Linked DNA regions of Oryctolagus cuniculus: region 1 is linked to region 2. The links are chromatin contacts, called in public Micro-C maps. All regions are on one chromosome and are shown on one strand. The core of a region is the stretch at or near the end of the contact, and the rest is flanking DNA. Distances in the headings are between cores, read along the strand shown.

Region 1 (7,577 bases), core at 4,831-7,330, 120 kb before region 2:
TATTGTGGGAAAAAAATGGGCTTTTTCCTGGTTATGAACAAATGTCTTAAGAATATCAAATTTTGGGCCGGCGCCGCGGCTCACTAGGCTAATCCTCCGCCTAGCGGCTCCAGCACACCGGGTTCTAGTCCCGGTCGGGGCGCCGGATTCTGTCCCGGTTGCCCCTCTTCCAGGCCAGCTCTCTGCTGTGGCCAGGGAGTGCAGTGGAGGATGGCCCAGGTGCTTGGGCCCTGCACCCCATGGGAGACCAGGAAAAGCACCTGGCTCCTGGCTCCTGCCATCGGATCAGCGCGGTGCGCCGGCCACAGCACGCCGGCCGCGACGGCCATTGGAGAGTGAACCAACGGCAAAGGAAGACCTTTCTCTCTGTCTCTCTCTCTCACTGTCCACTCTGCCTGTCAAAAAAAAAAAAAAAAAAAAAAAAAGAATATCAAATTTTTAGCAATTTAGGACACTTTTCAGCAATATTTGAAAAAGGTTTAGAGACACAGATAGCTGCTTCCATAGCCTATTTATTTACCAAAAATGTCTACATTTCTCACGATATACAGTACAATAAGAAGAAAGTGGGCCACTGAACCAGACAGATCAGAATTTATTTATATATCAAAACCACCATATATTATCTTAATGATATTGAGCAAGCTACTTAATAAAATATCTGATAACTCAATTCCTCTTTCATGGATTAAAAAAATGAAGAAATTAAATGATACACTTGCAAAAGTTCTAATAAAATGTCTACCACAGAATCCGTATCCATACAGATTTAGTTGTTGTCCTCTTTCTTAAATAAGTACTGAGAGAGTTCAATGTGGCTACTGGAACCATAATCCAATTATGAAGTTCTGTTCCTTTATTCATTTCTTCATTAAATATTTATCAAGGGCTTGCAAGTAGTGCTCTATGTCAGTTGGGTGAGTTTACACCGAAATAAGAAAATGTAAAGAGAAGGGAATGACAGGCACATTGATAAGAATGATATGGGAGAAAATCAAAAAGATTTTTATAATATGAAAGTAGCATGAGATTCTAAGGGAAAAAAGAATTGGAAACAGCTCTGAGGAAAGGAAGCATTTTAGCTGGGCCTGGAAAGCAATAGAGGTTTTTTTTTTTTTTTTTTAAGATTTATTTTATTTATTTGAAAGAAGTTACAGAGAGAGGTAGAGCCAGAGAGAGAGGTCTTCCATTCTGCTGGCTCACTCCCCAAATGATCACAATGGCCAGAGCTGCAGATCTGAAGCCAAGGAGCCAGGAGCTTCTTCCAGGCCTCCAATGTGGGTGCAGGAGCCCAAGCACTTGGGCCATCTTCCACTGCTTTCCCAGGCCAGAGTAGAGAGCAGGATCAGAAGTAGAGCAGCCGGGACTTGAGCTGGTGACCATATGGGATGCCGACACTGCAGGCAGTGGCTTTACCTGCTATGCCATAGCACCGGCCCCAGCAATAGAGTTTTAGAAGAAGGAAATTGTAGGAGGGAAGTGTGGAGATTGGAAGGCTTGTGGTTCAGTTTCATGCAAGCAAGAGGCCTGCAAAGATGGGAGGTGATGCTGGGCAGCAAAATTTGGTTTAGCCAATGCAGGCTTTGAATGCCTCCTAAGGAGGAGGGATTCCATGTGATAGGTAGTGAGGCATCAGTAGAAGTTTCTGAGCAAAGGTATTCTACCTGGTTCATTAGGTGTTCCTTCTAAATTCACATTATTAGATATGCATGCCACCAGGCCTTCATTTAAGTTGCTGAGATGTGCAGGAGAGAGATGAGAGCCAGCCACCTACCACTGGAAGCCCTTCTCTATGAGAGCATCAGCCCATGCAACAGCACTCGCGGCTCAGGTTTCAGCCTGATAGCAAGGATCTGTATCGTGCTGTCATCTTTGTGGTCTCCTGGCTGATAAAGCCAGCCCGAGAAACTAGGTCAAGTGTTTCCTGAAACCAACCCACACTGTTCTCTGTGATTCCAGTGAAAACCCTGGGCACGTCTTGATTTCCCTGAATCCATGCTGGCCTTGTGTTCACAGTCAAAGGTTACCAGATTCTGTCAGGAAATCCTATCAATGCTCAAGTCCTTGGGGAAGGAATGTATGCGTTTTCTTGCAGAACAGGAGAGAGAGCCCGGTTCAGTGCTGAAAGGGTGTGATAAGCTCAGTTATAACTCATACAAATTTGACATTAGAAATTTAGAGGAGAATAGCACCAAACAATGGTGGAGTGAACGGTGAACAGGACTCAAGACTGGATCAGTAGGCCTTTGTCAACCCACATGACCATCAATATGGGATGTGCTGTGCCACAACACCCACTCCAATGAAAAAAATCTTAAAGAGATTTTCAGAAGTCTAAAATAATGACACTGTTAATCTTTAAAAATTTGGATAATAGTTTTTTTAGTAAAACATGTTATATATGTTAGCATAAGTGGGCTTATTGTGTTTTAAATGAGTTAATATTTAATTTTTTAAAAATATTACTTTATTTGAAAGGCAGACTGACACAGAAGAGACATAGAGATCTTGTGTCTTCTGTTTCACTCCCCAAATGCCCACCACAGCCAGGGCTGGGCCAGGCCAGAGCCGAGGATCAGGAACTCCATCTGGGTCTTCTACATGAGTGGCAAATGCATGAGCATCGTCGGCTGCCTCTTGAGTGTAGGACTGGGAAGCTGGATGGAAAGCAGAGCAGCTAGGACTTGAGCCAGACACGTTGATGTGAATGCGGGTGTCACAAGCCCCAGCTTGGCCAGCTGTGCCACAACACCTGCCCCTTCCATTTTCATTTCCATGATAAATGTTGACAGGGGTAGCTCACACAAACAAAAACCAGTTGACACCTTTCTTTGGAGTATAAAGAAATCCTGAGAGCAAAACGCTGGGGAACGGCTTGAACTAAAAGAACAAGCCCTGCTGGTTACCTCCTGCACCCTGAAGGCAGGCAAGCTGTGCACGCTTCTCAAGGCTTTCTCCTGCCCTATGGTGTGGGTGACGTGCAAGCTGCCTGGCAGTGTGAAGACTAGATGGCAAGAGCGTGTAAAACTGTTATTGGGTGCACGGCATTTGAATACTCAGTCAATATTGGCCGTGTCTGTCATCATCATGAGTATGTCACTGCTGCCACTATCGCTGCCACACAAGGACTATTGCTCTGGTGGTGTCGTTCCTTGGGGTCTGCATTTGCTGGTCCCTGTGCCCGGCATACTTCCCCTTCCTTGTTGTCCAGCGGATCCTCTTCGTTCTTCCTGTATCAGCATAGAGCTTCTTTGAGTTGGCAGTCTTCATCAACCTCTCAAAACTGTTTGGTGCTCTCCTGTAAGCCCCTCACCCTTGCCTGCTGCAGAGCACACCTCAATACAATTGCTGTGTCTTTGCTGGCTTTTCCATTGCACTCTGGGAACTCTGGAAGAGGAGGGACCACACCTCCCTCACCACTGTCATCAACAAAGCTCAGCGCTGTGCCCTACAGTCAGTCAAGTCTTCTTGAATACATTTTGCAAAATCTCCAATACGCTTCCTGCCCTTCCGCTGCTGTCGTGCCCCAGGACACCCAACGAAGGTGGTATCCAAGTCTTCCTGAGAATCTCTGTAACAGCTAAGCTCAAACAGTAACCAGGGCTTCATTTATGATATTAAGGTACTGGCTACTAATCTTAAAGGATGTTTGCTTGTGTGTTTTAATTTCCCAGTGATTCAGAGTTGTACTGACCTTGGTATAAAAGCTGGTTAATTCGTGGCTGTGATGCAGACAGTAAGTATTCACCATCTAAGTTGGAGAAGTGAGATGGCTAGAGAAAGTCCTCCTGGGTGCCAGCCTGTACCAGAGCTTGTCACCACCTGGGGCAAGGGAGCATAAACAATGCTGTTTGCCTCTGAGCCCCTTTCTTTCTGTCTTGAATAGAATGTATGTCTGCACTTCTCTGATCCACTAATGGCTGGTGGCAGCTCCAGGGTTTCCAGTGAAGAGGGGCTTAGGGAGAACAGTATCCTTGAGTGGGGCTTAGGAGCTTTTCCCTAAAGCTGTATTTACACAGTAAACACACTGGTTTAACTTAGATCGCAAGTTGATTTTGCAGGGTGTTCTTGGATGTAAGAGGGTGTGAAGAACTTCCAAGCCACCCCACTGCCCAGAGCACGTCTATTTTTAGTGTGGAAACATTTGAAGTAAAGGAATAGGAAGGTTTGCTAAGATAGGTCTGACTAGATCTCTTTGTTAGCACTGTTTATGTTAGTAAATGTACCTGTTATCTGCCAGGTGAGAAGTAGCAAAGAAACCTTCAACATGGTTTGTCACTGATGGGAAGAAGCCCTAGTCTGCATTTATCAGAACAATGTAGTCATAAGGGAGCAGGCAGCTTGGCAAAAGAAAGGTCAGGCTAGAAGCTGGAAGCTTATCACACAATTATTGGGTGTTTATTCCAGCTCTGGACAGAGACAAGAGACCTTTGGGAATTTACAACCTACTTGGGAAGACAAGACAATGCCTGCCGGATGACCAGGCAAGCATGTCTGAGAGCCTCCTCTTTGGCGTTCCTTGCTCCTCATAGTTATTCTTTGATCCTAATTATGGGTGGAAAGGAGAAGGAAGGAAGATGGGTAGGACGGAGCGGTAAAGTGGCCAAAAAGTTTAAGCTTCTGAAGCCATGAGCTTCAAATGTGAAGCCTTCATCATTTTATAGCTGGAACCTGCAGCTAACAGCTCATTAGGCCCCCTCGCTTCGCCAAGCAGGAGCCAGGCCTAGGCAGCAAGTGCCCCGCTGGTAACTGCTAGGACTCAGACCACAGCCAGGTCCCCTGGCTCCCCAACCCTCTCCTGGTCAGGTGCCTTGGAAGGTAAGGTAAAATGCCTGCAGAATCCCTAAGCCTGAGCCCAGGCTGAACGTGCTGAAGTGCCTTTGTTTTCCCTTTTATGGTTAGATGGCTTCAACAATTATTTGATTACCTACATTAGGAACTTTTTGTTAGCCTGACAGTTTTTATCAATCCTAATTTCTCAGTTACCAAAATAGAATTTAATAATCCTAAAATCTTCAGTCTGTATCAAAGGGATAAAGAGTTGTGTTTTTCCTGACCTATACATTCGCCTGTTCCTCCACTGCACGTCCTTAGCCTCCATGGATGTCTTGCAAGCTGCACAACAGTGCTCTTGGCCAGTGTTCTGAATGCCAGTGTGGTGTTTCGGCTGCTGCATCTCTACCTGGTTTTCCTTTGGTGACCTCAAACTTGGCAAAAAGCCAGCGTCCCCTGTTCCTATTCCTGTCAGTGACACCATCCCTCTTCCAGTCACCCAGGCCTGAAACCCTGGCGTCCTCTCCCTCTCTCCTTGTCTTCCACATGTCCTGGGTCACGCCTCTTCCTGAAACAGGTCTCTCGATGTTTCTCCTCTTCAATTCCAGCTTGCACACTCTGCCTCAGGTCCTCACCATCCCACCACCAGGTCACAGCAACAGTCGCACTGCTGTGCCTCCCCCTAGCAACCCACTGCACAGCCACAGCCGACTGCGCTAAACCCCCACTAAGCTAAAAACACAAACAGCCACCTCCCCCTCGACTCGCTTTGCACAATTCCCCCGTGTTCACGGGTGAGAAAAGTCAAGATCGAAACCCGGGACAGCTTGGCTTACGCCTTCACCACCTGTCTGGCCTGTCCCCCTACGGAAACATCGCGCTCCCCACAATTCACAATCACTCGCCGTGGTCCCCAGCGTCCACTCCCACCTGGCTCTGTCTCCTCAACCTGGACTCCTCAGAATTGCGGGGGTACTCACGGGTGGTTCCACGGAGGCGGCTGGGGCCCCGTTTCCCCCCGGGAAGCTCTGTGCGAGTCTGGCCCTTCCCCACTACAGCACTGACTTCCCCGGCGCCCCAGCGCCTATGTCTGCGGTCGGGATAAGGTGGTGCCCAGCGAAAGGGCCAGCGCGCTGCTCCGGGCGTCCCGGGCCTCGGCAGGCTCCAGCGCGCCGAGGGGCGGGCGCCGGCGATCGGGCCCGGAGGCCCGGGCGTGCCGGGGAGGGCCGGCGCGCGGCCGTTCCGCGCTCGGAGGTAGGTGGTGCTGTTGCGGCCACTGTGCTGCTCATTGGCGCCGCGCGGAGAGGCGGAATGTTCAACTCCTGACTCCGGCGGAAGCGTGGGAGCCGCGCGGGCCGCCGTCCTCCCGACCCCCGCCGCCGCCCTCGTCGCGCGGGGCTCCGCGCCCCCGGCTGCTGCTCGCGTCCGGCCCGGGAGCCAGGTAGGGGGCCAGGCTGCAGGCCGCGGACCGAGGGAGGGACGGAGGGAGAGGGCCCCGCCGCGCTCGCGAAGTCGTCCCGGTGGCTCCGGGCCGAGGGAGGCCCTGCTAAGGGCCAGGGGACCCAGCCGGACTGCAGGTCCCCACGGGGCGCCTCTTCCGGCCCCCGGGGGCCGCCGGGCCGCGGTGTGTGGAGCCAGCGATCCCGGGGCCCGCGCCGGCCCGCGGCCGAGTGCGGCTCCGGGAAGTTGGGGCCGGTCCCACGGAAAAGTTGGCGTCCGGAAGAGCCGGGCGCAGGCCGGGGCGGCCCGGGCTTAGGCGGCGCGGGCAGGGGGCGCCCTCCGGCCCCGCTGGCCGGGCCCGGGGCTCCGGCCGGCCGTACGGGCGGAGCCGGCCGGGCGGAGAGTGACCGGGGAACTCTCGGTGGGGGGCGAAAGGCGAGTCTCCCGAATCCGGGCCGGCTGCGGGCCCCTTCCCACGGACGGACGGGCGGGCGTGCGTGGGTGCGAGGACAGACAGCCGACTTCTGCTTCCCTGTGAGACTCGGCCGCGAGCGGCGGCTCCCACCCGAGCGACCTCTTCCCCTGCCCTTCCGGCCGCGTCCCGGGCCGCGTGCGGCGCCCGCCCGCCGCGGCTCCCTCCCGGCTCCCACTGAGGCGCGGGGCGCGTGGGCTCCGAGACCTGCACCGGGTCCGCAGCGGTCCGCCGAGGTCCCCCCGCCACGCCTGGCTGGCTCATGACAGCTCCAGGAAAACTTTGATTCAGAGCCGTCGAAATGTCATCGAGCCGCCTAAAAAAGGCAAAAATAAAAAATAAAAAAAACAACGGGGCGCCGCTGTTGGGTTGCTGGAAACGTACGTTTCGCCTGCTCCTTGAGATTGCCGCATAAGCACCGTTTCTGGGGGAACTTAGTTACTATTTTGGGCAGTTTGATAATGAAAGCAGCAGCGTTTGGTGGCCCACGGCAGCGACGGTGCGGCAGCCCGCTCCCTCGAGTCCCGGTGCAGGGGCTTCGGCCCGGCGCACCCGGGACGTTTGGGCTGGGACGCGGCTGAAGGTGTCCCCCGCCCTGCTCGGGGGCCTCCTTGCTCTCCTGACCTTCGCTGAAGCCAGGCTTCGTGGAGCCAAACCTACAAACGCGTTGAGAGACAAAAATAAACCAGTGATTCAAGACCGGCTAATGTCTTCTTTGTAGTAGGCCTCTCTCTCTGCAGTGGCATTTCTTGTTGTTGTTGTTTTTTTCCCACCTCATCCCCCCTACCCCCCAAATGTGACGGCTGTGCTTTAATTATGGTTTTGGTCATTTGTGGAGAGCCTTTGTTTTAAATTCTTGTTACAATAGTGAGCGATTTGGGAGCTTGCAAAT
Region 2 (7,511 bases), core at 3,382-5,881:
CACATCTTACGTCAGTTTATCAAGTAGCTGCCCAGTTTGTTGCTGTGTGAATCAGCCAGATGGCAGGTCATGTCCTGAGAGGCCCAGGTCAGTTCTCTGCCTGGAAATACGAGGCTGTTCTGCCAGAGGTGGGTGCCAGTCCTGTGCACATACGTAGAGCAGTAGCTGATGGGTGTGCTCGGTTTTTTGTCAGTCCTCAAGCTTTAGGGTGTTAGCACCCAGGTTGTACTATTCAGGCCACCCACGGAACGGGTGTTCTCTTGCAGTGAGGAGGGGGGATGGGTGCACGCCAAAGTTGGAGGAGGGCAATGGGTCATCCCAGTGGCTTACACTGGGCGCCCAGACCATTCTGTCAAAGAGAAAGAAAAAGGAAAGGTGAATGTTGGTTCAAGCCCTGAAATGACACGCCTCAGTAAAGAAATAGTAATAGTTCAGCCCATGTGCTCACTTCCTAGGAAGGAAGGTGTGTGTCTTCCCTTGGGAGACGCCGAGTGTGGGAGCACAGACTCTGTCTATGACCTGCTCCCTGGGTGGGGCTGACCAGCTCCCTCTTTTCTGGAAGTCTCTCTAAGTCTATAAAGTGAAGGTAACAAATGGAGAAATAGTGTATGTAGATATAGTACATGTGGAAATGGTCCTTGTGATTTTTGTTTTCAGTAAGCAGGGCCCAGGTATCATGTGAGAGAAAGCTGAGTGCCTGTAGAGCAGCAGCCCGAGGTGCCGATGCACGGCCCTCTGCAGCCAGCACGCACGAGAGCCCACAGTGCTGTTGTTCTGAAACATTCACACCGGTCACTTTGTCTAAGGGCAGACTCCAGCTATAAAATTACAGTCTTTCTAGGGGTTCTCGTTCAATTATGAAGGTTTCACTGTATTTCAAGAATGATTATGAATATTATTCTGTAAAAATCCTTGAGTTTCTCCTGCTTTTCCTTACAAAATGAAAAATCCTTTATTATGTAATTAGTTCCTGTGCAAAAAAAAAATTTTTTTTTCTTTTAAAACCTGACACATGGTGGTAGAAATTAAGATGGAAATAGAGTTAAAGGAGACAGGATATTTTTCAAGTTTCCTGCTTAAGGCAGTTTTCTCTTAACTTACTAAAAAGCTGAATATATGCCAGTAGCATTTAGGTACTTATGCCGTCTCTTTAAAACACAGACACACACACACACACACACACACACAAGCATGTGCTCTTAAAAAGAGAAAAATAGTGGCCTAACTCCATAGCTCAGTTGTGTATTTCTGAGAAATGGGAAAATTGCTTTTCTTACTAATACAGGAGGCTCTCGGTCCTGAGAGCAAGCTACCTCAACATTGTTCTTTCTTGTTTTTGTGCGCCCAAATTAAAATGCATGTTTAATTGCTGCAACTGTAATTTGTTCAGAAATGGTATAATTACAAGGCATGTGAAGAGAGACTGTGCATCATCCTTTTATTCTCTTCCTCCGTTTTTGTTTTAACCTTTTGTCTCAACCTTGGCTGGAGTCTAAGGAGAGAGACGAGGATAGCTAGTGTGAGCTGAAGAAATGTACTTCCCACTGCCTCCCGCCCTGCTGAGCAGCGTCTCCCGGTGTCCCGCACGGAGGCTCATCCTAATGTGGGATAAACATTGAGAGCAGTGACTTTAAAATTGGAGGATCTTTTTCCTAACCAGCTGAAATTGGGAAATTTTATTCCAGAAGTCATCAATTTGGAATTAGATTTTTTCTGCCAACATTTTTTTTTAAGATTTATTTATTTATTTATTTGAAAGTGTTGGGGCCAGCGCTGTGGTGTATCAGGAAGAGCCCACTGCCTGCAGTGCCAGCATCCCATGTGGGCACCAGTTTGAGTCCCGGCTGCTCCACTTCCAATCCAGCTCTCTGCTATGGCCTGGGAAAGCAGTGGACAATGGCCCAAGTGCTCCCGGCTCCTGGCTTCAGATTGGCGCAGCTCCAGCTGTTGCTGCCATCTGGGGAGTGAACCAGAGGATGAAAGACCTCTCTCTTTCTCTTTCTCTCTCTCTCTCTGCCTCTCCTTCTCTCTGTGTGTAACTCTTTCAAGTAAATAAATAAATCTTTAAAAAAAGAAAGAGAAAGAGTTGCACAGAGAGAGAAGGAGAGGCGGAGAGAGAGAGGTCTTCCATCCACTAGTTCACTCCCCAGTTGGCTGCAGTGGCCGGAGCTGTGCCGATCCAAAGCCAGGAGCCAGGAGCTTCCTCCAGGTCTCCCATGTGAGTACAGGAGCCCAAGGACGTGGGCCATCTTCTGCTGCTTTCCCAGGCCATAGCAGAGAACTGGATTGGAAGTAGAGCAGCCAGGTCTTGGCGCCCATATGGGATGCTGGCACTGCAGGCAGCAGCCTTACCCACTGTGCCAGAGCGCCAGTCCCCTGCCAACATTTTTTATAAAACATACAAAAATTTAAAGAATTGTACAGCAGGGGCCGACGCTGTGGTGCAGCAAGTAAAGCTGCTGCCTGTAGTACCGGCATCCCATATGGGCGCTGGTTCGAGGCCCGGCTGCTCCACTTCCTGCTCAGCTCTCTGCTGTGGCCTGGGAAGGCAGTAGAGGACGGCCCAAGCCCTTGGGCCCCTGCACCCACGTGGGAGACCCGGAAGAAGCTCCTGGCTCCTGGCTTCGGACTGGCCCAGATCCGGCTGTTGTGGCCATCTGGGGAGTGAAACAGCGGATGGAAGACTTCCTTCTCTTTGCCTCTGCCTCTCTGTAACTCTACCTTTCAAATAAATAAATAAATCTTTAAAAAAAAAAAAAAAGAATTGTACAGCAAACACCAAGAACACCAAGATACTCAGACTCCCATTAACTTTTTACCAGTTTTATCACATAGATGTTTTTAAGGACTAATTTTTTTCCTTTGAGGAGCCCTTAATCATACCCAAAGAGAACTTCTACCTGGAGAAAAACACTAATTATCCCAAGCTTAGGCCACATGGATAGAAAAACAACATCAGAATCTATTCCTTCTCCTTTTAAATTTTTATTTATTTCCATTTTATTTGAAAGGCAGATAAATGGAGATAAAGAGACAGACACACAGAGCTCTTCCATCTGCTGGTTCACTCCCCAGATGCCTGCAACAGCCTCAGCTAAGCCAGGTCCAAGCCAAGAGACTGGAATTCAATCAGGTCTCGCACGTGGGTGGCTGGAACCCAAGTACTTGAGCCGTCACCTGCTGCCTCCCAGGGTGCATATGTTCTTCAGCATAAGTAATCCAAAATATGGAATCTGCTGTAAATAACGTTGTGTCACGTTTCCTTTCGCCCGCCCGGTGGGCTGAGCTGGGTATGACCGTGCCTGTGGGTGCCTGTGTCTTCTCTAAAGCTCTCCTGCTTAAGGCCCAGTATGTGACTCTCTCCCCTTTTGCAGAAACGGCCGTCGTTCAAGCAGATCATTGCCATCCTGGAGTCCATGCGCAATGACACGAGCCTTCCTGACCAGTGCAACTCGTTCCTGCACAACAAGGCAGAGTGGAGGTGGGTGGTCCTGGCGCTGCAGCCCGGCCACAGAGCCCTGGCTGACAGTCCTGCTGGCTGCGCGTGGCTTAGGGAAAACAATGTTTTAGACCTTTGGAGAGGAGACCTGGTGAGCCCTCCCTCTCACACGGAAGCAAGAGGGAGAGTCTGCGTTGTCTGACTGCATCCCTCAGTGTTTGGAAAGAATACTGAAATCCTGGCTTCTGAGACAAACGCTGGTGAGCAGCCCGTCCCCGTCCCCATCCCCGCTCTGGCCTGTGTCCAGTAAAGTAAGAGAGGAAAACTGTGCAGGCCTTGAAATGCGCGGGCGCCAGATCTGCTGCTGGAGAGGGCAAGGGCACTGTAAAAACACTTGTAAAAGAAAACTTGGGCCCTTATAAATCCTATCAAATGTTGTGAAGTGCAGAACAAACTTCGGAACGAGAGAACCGTCTTGTATGAGTGGAAAAAGTAAGCCCAGGCTAGCCCGTCCGAGCCAGCTCACATGATGCACGTATAAATAGCATGTTTGGGAGCTGACACCACTGCTGCCCTGACTCAGCAGAGGTGGGAGTAACCTCAACTCTGCTCCGAGGCAGTAATGTGAGGCCTTACGCCATCTGCTGATGCTGGCTGAACACTGCATGCAGGTTGAAAACCACCAGGTTGTGGACTCCTGTTGTCCCAAGTCTCCTTGGGCTTCCTGTTTGGTATTTTACAGTCACACTATGTATGCTTATTCCTTTGAAAGATCTCCCTAGGGCGAGTGAGTTAAGTGAATTATTACTTAGGGCTACAAAAGTAACACCGTGAAGTCAAGTCTAGTCCTAAGAGACAATTTTTAGGCTGAAATAATTAAAAAAGCAAAACATTTGTTTCCTGCAGTAAGAGATCAGTGACTGTGTAATCGGATCACTTCCCATCAGAACCCTCGTATGGGTTCCAATCACTCGTAAGATGAAGGGAAAGATACTTAACAGGACTTTGGAGACTGAATGAGGCCATCTGGGTTTTGGCCCCAATGGCCTTAGCTTAAGATCATGGTCCTATTCCACGCTTGCCCTCCCTCTGCAGGGGGGCTTTGCAGATACAGTTTCCCCTCTTTAAAGCCCACCCCTGTGCAGCTGCACACCACCCCTGAGGCTCCGGTAGCTGAGATAACACAACAGGCCAAGTCCTGCCTTCCGCACTCCGAGAGCGTGTCTCCTCCTCAGCCCCGCCCTTGCCCTCTGTGGGTAGTTGTTGAACTATGTCCCCCTGTTGCTTGCACTCACCACTGTCCCTGCAGCTCCTAGAACATGCTGGAAACACAGCTGTTGCTTGGTCAATACGTACGAGGACAGAGGAAGAGAATGCCTTGTTGGTAATGATATGAAAGGATGGTGTTATACAGCAGCACATAACCCTGTAGGGCCATTTGTCTGCCATGACAAGCACCCAGGTTGTATTTGTTTGTTCAGCATCCATTGTGCTTCTGCTGGTGCCGCCCAGGTGCCGGGCCGGAGCCATGAGCACAGGATGCTTGTCACAGCGTGTCCAGTTGCCAAACTGCTAAATGGAAACCCACACATAGCTACTGGACAGGCGTCGCAGCTGAGAAGCGCCGGACGCCTGAGAGCACAGGCCCACACCATCTGATCTGGGCCGAGGCTGCTGTGAAAGCCTTCCCCAAGGAAGTGCCATTCGATCTGTTATCCCAAGGGTCAGTGGGATATTAATACCCTTGCGACAGGGAGTCTTTAAAAGTATGGCAACAGAGCATCAGTCAGGAGGAAAGTCGCTTGCTCTCCACGTGAAAATCTTAAAGCCTACATATGGCCAAAAACAGTGCCCTCAGAAATCGGGTCCAAGACAGATGACAGCTGCTGTCACAGCTCTTCCCCACGTACGACCATTCCCATAGGTTTTGGTCTCAGGACTCTTTTACGTTCTTAGAATTACAGTGGACTCCAAAGAACCTTTGTTATCATGACCTGCATCTGCCAGTGTTTACCACATTCACGATGAGAATCGAGAAAAAACTTAAATATGTGTTGATTCATTGAAACTACACACAGTGACACAGCACGCTTTTGCATTCAGTCTGCGTCACTTGCGCACGCAGGGAACCTGTGGGAGACCGAACGCTTTTAGAGGATGAGAGCGGAACAGGCGACCCCTGTCTAGTGATATTCTGAAAACAGCGTAACTCCAAGAATCTTCTGGAAGGTCTCATGGGTCCCCAGAGCAACACTGAAAACCTCTGTCACAGACAAAGAGTTTTTTTATTTAAAATAACATTTTAGAGGTGTGGATTGTGGCTGAGTGGGGTTAGCTACTGCTTGAGACCCATCCCATATTGGAGAGCCTGGTTGGAGTCCTAGCCACTCCATGCTTCCAATTCAGCTTCCTGAAATACGCACCTGGGAGGCAGCAGATGATGGTTCAGGTACTTGGGTCCCTGCCACCCTGTGGGAGATGCAGTTGGAATTCCTGGCTCCTGGCTTGGGCCTGGCCAAACCCTGGTGTTATAGGGATTTGGGAAGTGAACCAATGGATAGAAGATCTCTCTGCCCTCTGCCTTTCAAATAAATAAATCTTTAAAAATGAAAAATAAAGTAGCCTTTTACTAAAACACTAAAGGACATGAAAATGCAGACCTAGCGATGCTCAAGTTGTTGGGTACCTGCCACCGTGCAGAACACCTTGCTGCCAGCTTTGACCATGGCCCAGCAGACATTTGGGGAGTGAGCCAGCAGGTGGAAGTTTTGGCTCTCTGCCTCTCAAATTTTTTTAAAAAAAAGATAGGCTTATTTTGGTGCAAAGAAATCCATGAATTTTTTTTTTTTTTTCATAATACATGCTAAACTTTCTGAGGACTCTGTAAGGAAGGATTTCAACATTTTTGTGCCAAAGCAAACATCTTTTAATTCTCTCACAAATTTATTCCTCATCTATTTTATAGGAATTCTGATTTCTTTTTAAAATTTCATTTTATTATAAAATTTTAATTTTATTAGAGAGAGACAGATTTTTCATCTGGTTTACTCCCCAAATGCTTGCAACTGTGAGGACTGGGCCAGGTTGAAGCCAGGATCCCAGAACTCAGTCTGGATCTCCCACTTGGGTGTCAGGGATCCGAGTACTAGAGCCATCATCTGCCTCCCAGAGTGCATATTAGCAAGAAGGTGGATCATCAGCACACCTGGGGCTCGAACCCAGGCAGTCCAGGATAAGATGTGGGCATCCCACATGGCACCTTAACCACTGTACCAAGTGCCTGCCCCTCTGATGTCTGTATGAGCCAGTGGACCACAGTTTGAGAAGAAGCAGATCTGTTTTTTTTTTTTTTTTTTTTTTTTTTTTTTTAAGATTTATTTATTTGTTTGAAAGAGTTACACACAGAGAGAAGGAGAGGCAGAGAGAGAAAGAGAGAGGGAGAGGGAGGTATTCCATCTGATGGTTCACTCCCCAGATGGCTGCAATGGCCGGAGCTGTGCCGATCCAAAGCCAGGAGCCAGGAACTTCCTCCAGGTCTCCCACGTGGGTGCAGGGGCCCAAGGACTTGGGCCATCTTCTACTGCTTTCCCAGGCCACAGCAGAGAGCTGGATCAGAAGAGGAGCAGCCAGGACTAGAACCGGTGCCCTTATGGGATGCTGGCACTTCAGGCCAGGGCGTTAACCCGCTACACTACAGCGCCAGCCCCAGAAGCAGATCTGTTTTAACTGAACTTGGATATTGGTTAAAAAACATGGATGATAATAATATTAATTGTAATAATGATTTTTTAAAAAGCCATGGTTTTCATTTATTGGGGTCTTACCAGACACTTGTACTTCTTTTGGATTTTCTTTTGCTAATCCACATAGCAACCCTAACTTACATCAGGCAGGTTGAGTATCTTGCCCAAGATCGTCCCACAGTATTGAGATGGTACCCAAGTGGCGTATGTAAAATTGATGCCAGTGCCAGGCCTGCTGTGGCACACATGCCATGTGTGCTGCGGGGGGACACGTGGTCATTGTCATGCCCTCGCAGAAGCAGGAGGTGTTCGATTGACTAGATACTCTC

The links. Hi-C and Micro-C count contacts between places; a contact is called where the count stands out from the background.
Region 1: a Micro-C map of ear pinna shows a contact between it and region 2, with 5 times the contacts expected there. The contact joins the promoter of MAP3K20 here to the enhancer-like site in region 2. A contact is called at or near these places in 2 of 6 Hi-C or Micro-C datasets (ear pinna and psoas muscle).

Annotation. Positions count from the first base shown.
Region 1 is chr3:68,041,240-68,048,816 of mOryCun1.1, reverse strand. It overlaps MAP3K20 (mitogen-activated protein kinase kinase kinase 20), which reads left to right and starts at 6,080. Exons shown (of 20, transcript XM_008258756.4): 1 at 6,080-6,214. LOC127491525 (translation initiation factor IF-2) reads right to left here. Exons shown (of 5, transcript XM_070069878.1): 3 at 6,622-7,001; 4 at 5,754-6,524; 5 at 1-3,230. The coding sequence ends at 3,109.
Region 2 is chr3:67,920,096-67,927,606 of mOryCun1.1, reverse strand. It overlaps MAP3K20 (mitogen-activated protein kinase kinase kinase 20), which reads left to right. Exons shown (of 20, transcript XM_008258756.4): 10 at 3,375-3,481. Among named protein-coding and RNA genes, the nearest start is that of MAP3K20, 120 kb to the left of the region's middle. Within about 2 kb of position 4,631, at least 5 of the 8 cell types and tissues checked have an H3K27ac peak or open chromatin away from gene starts, as enhancers often do. A contact at or near this core is called in ear pinna, where this site is marked.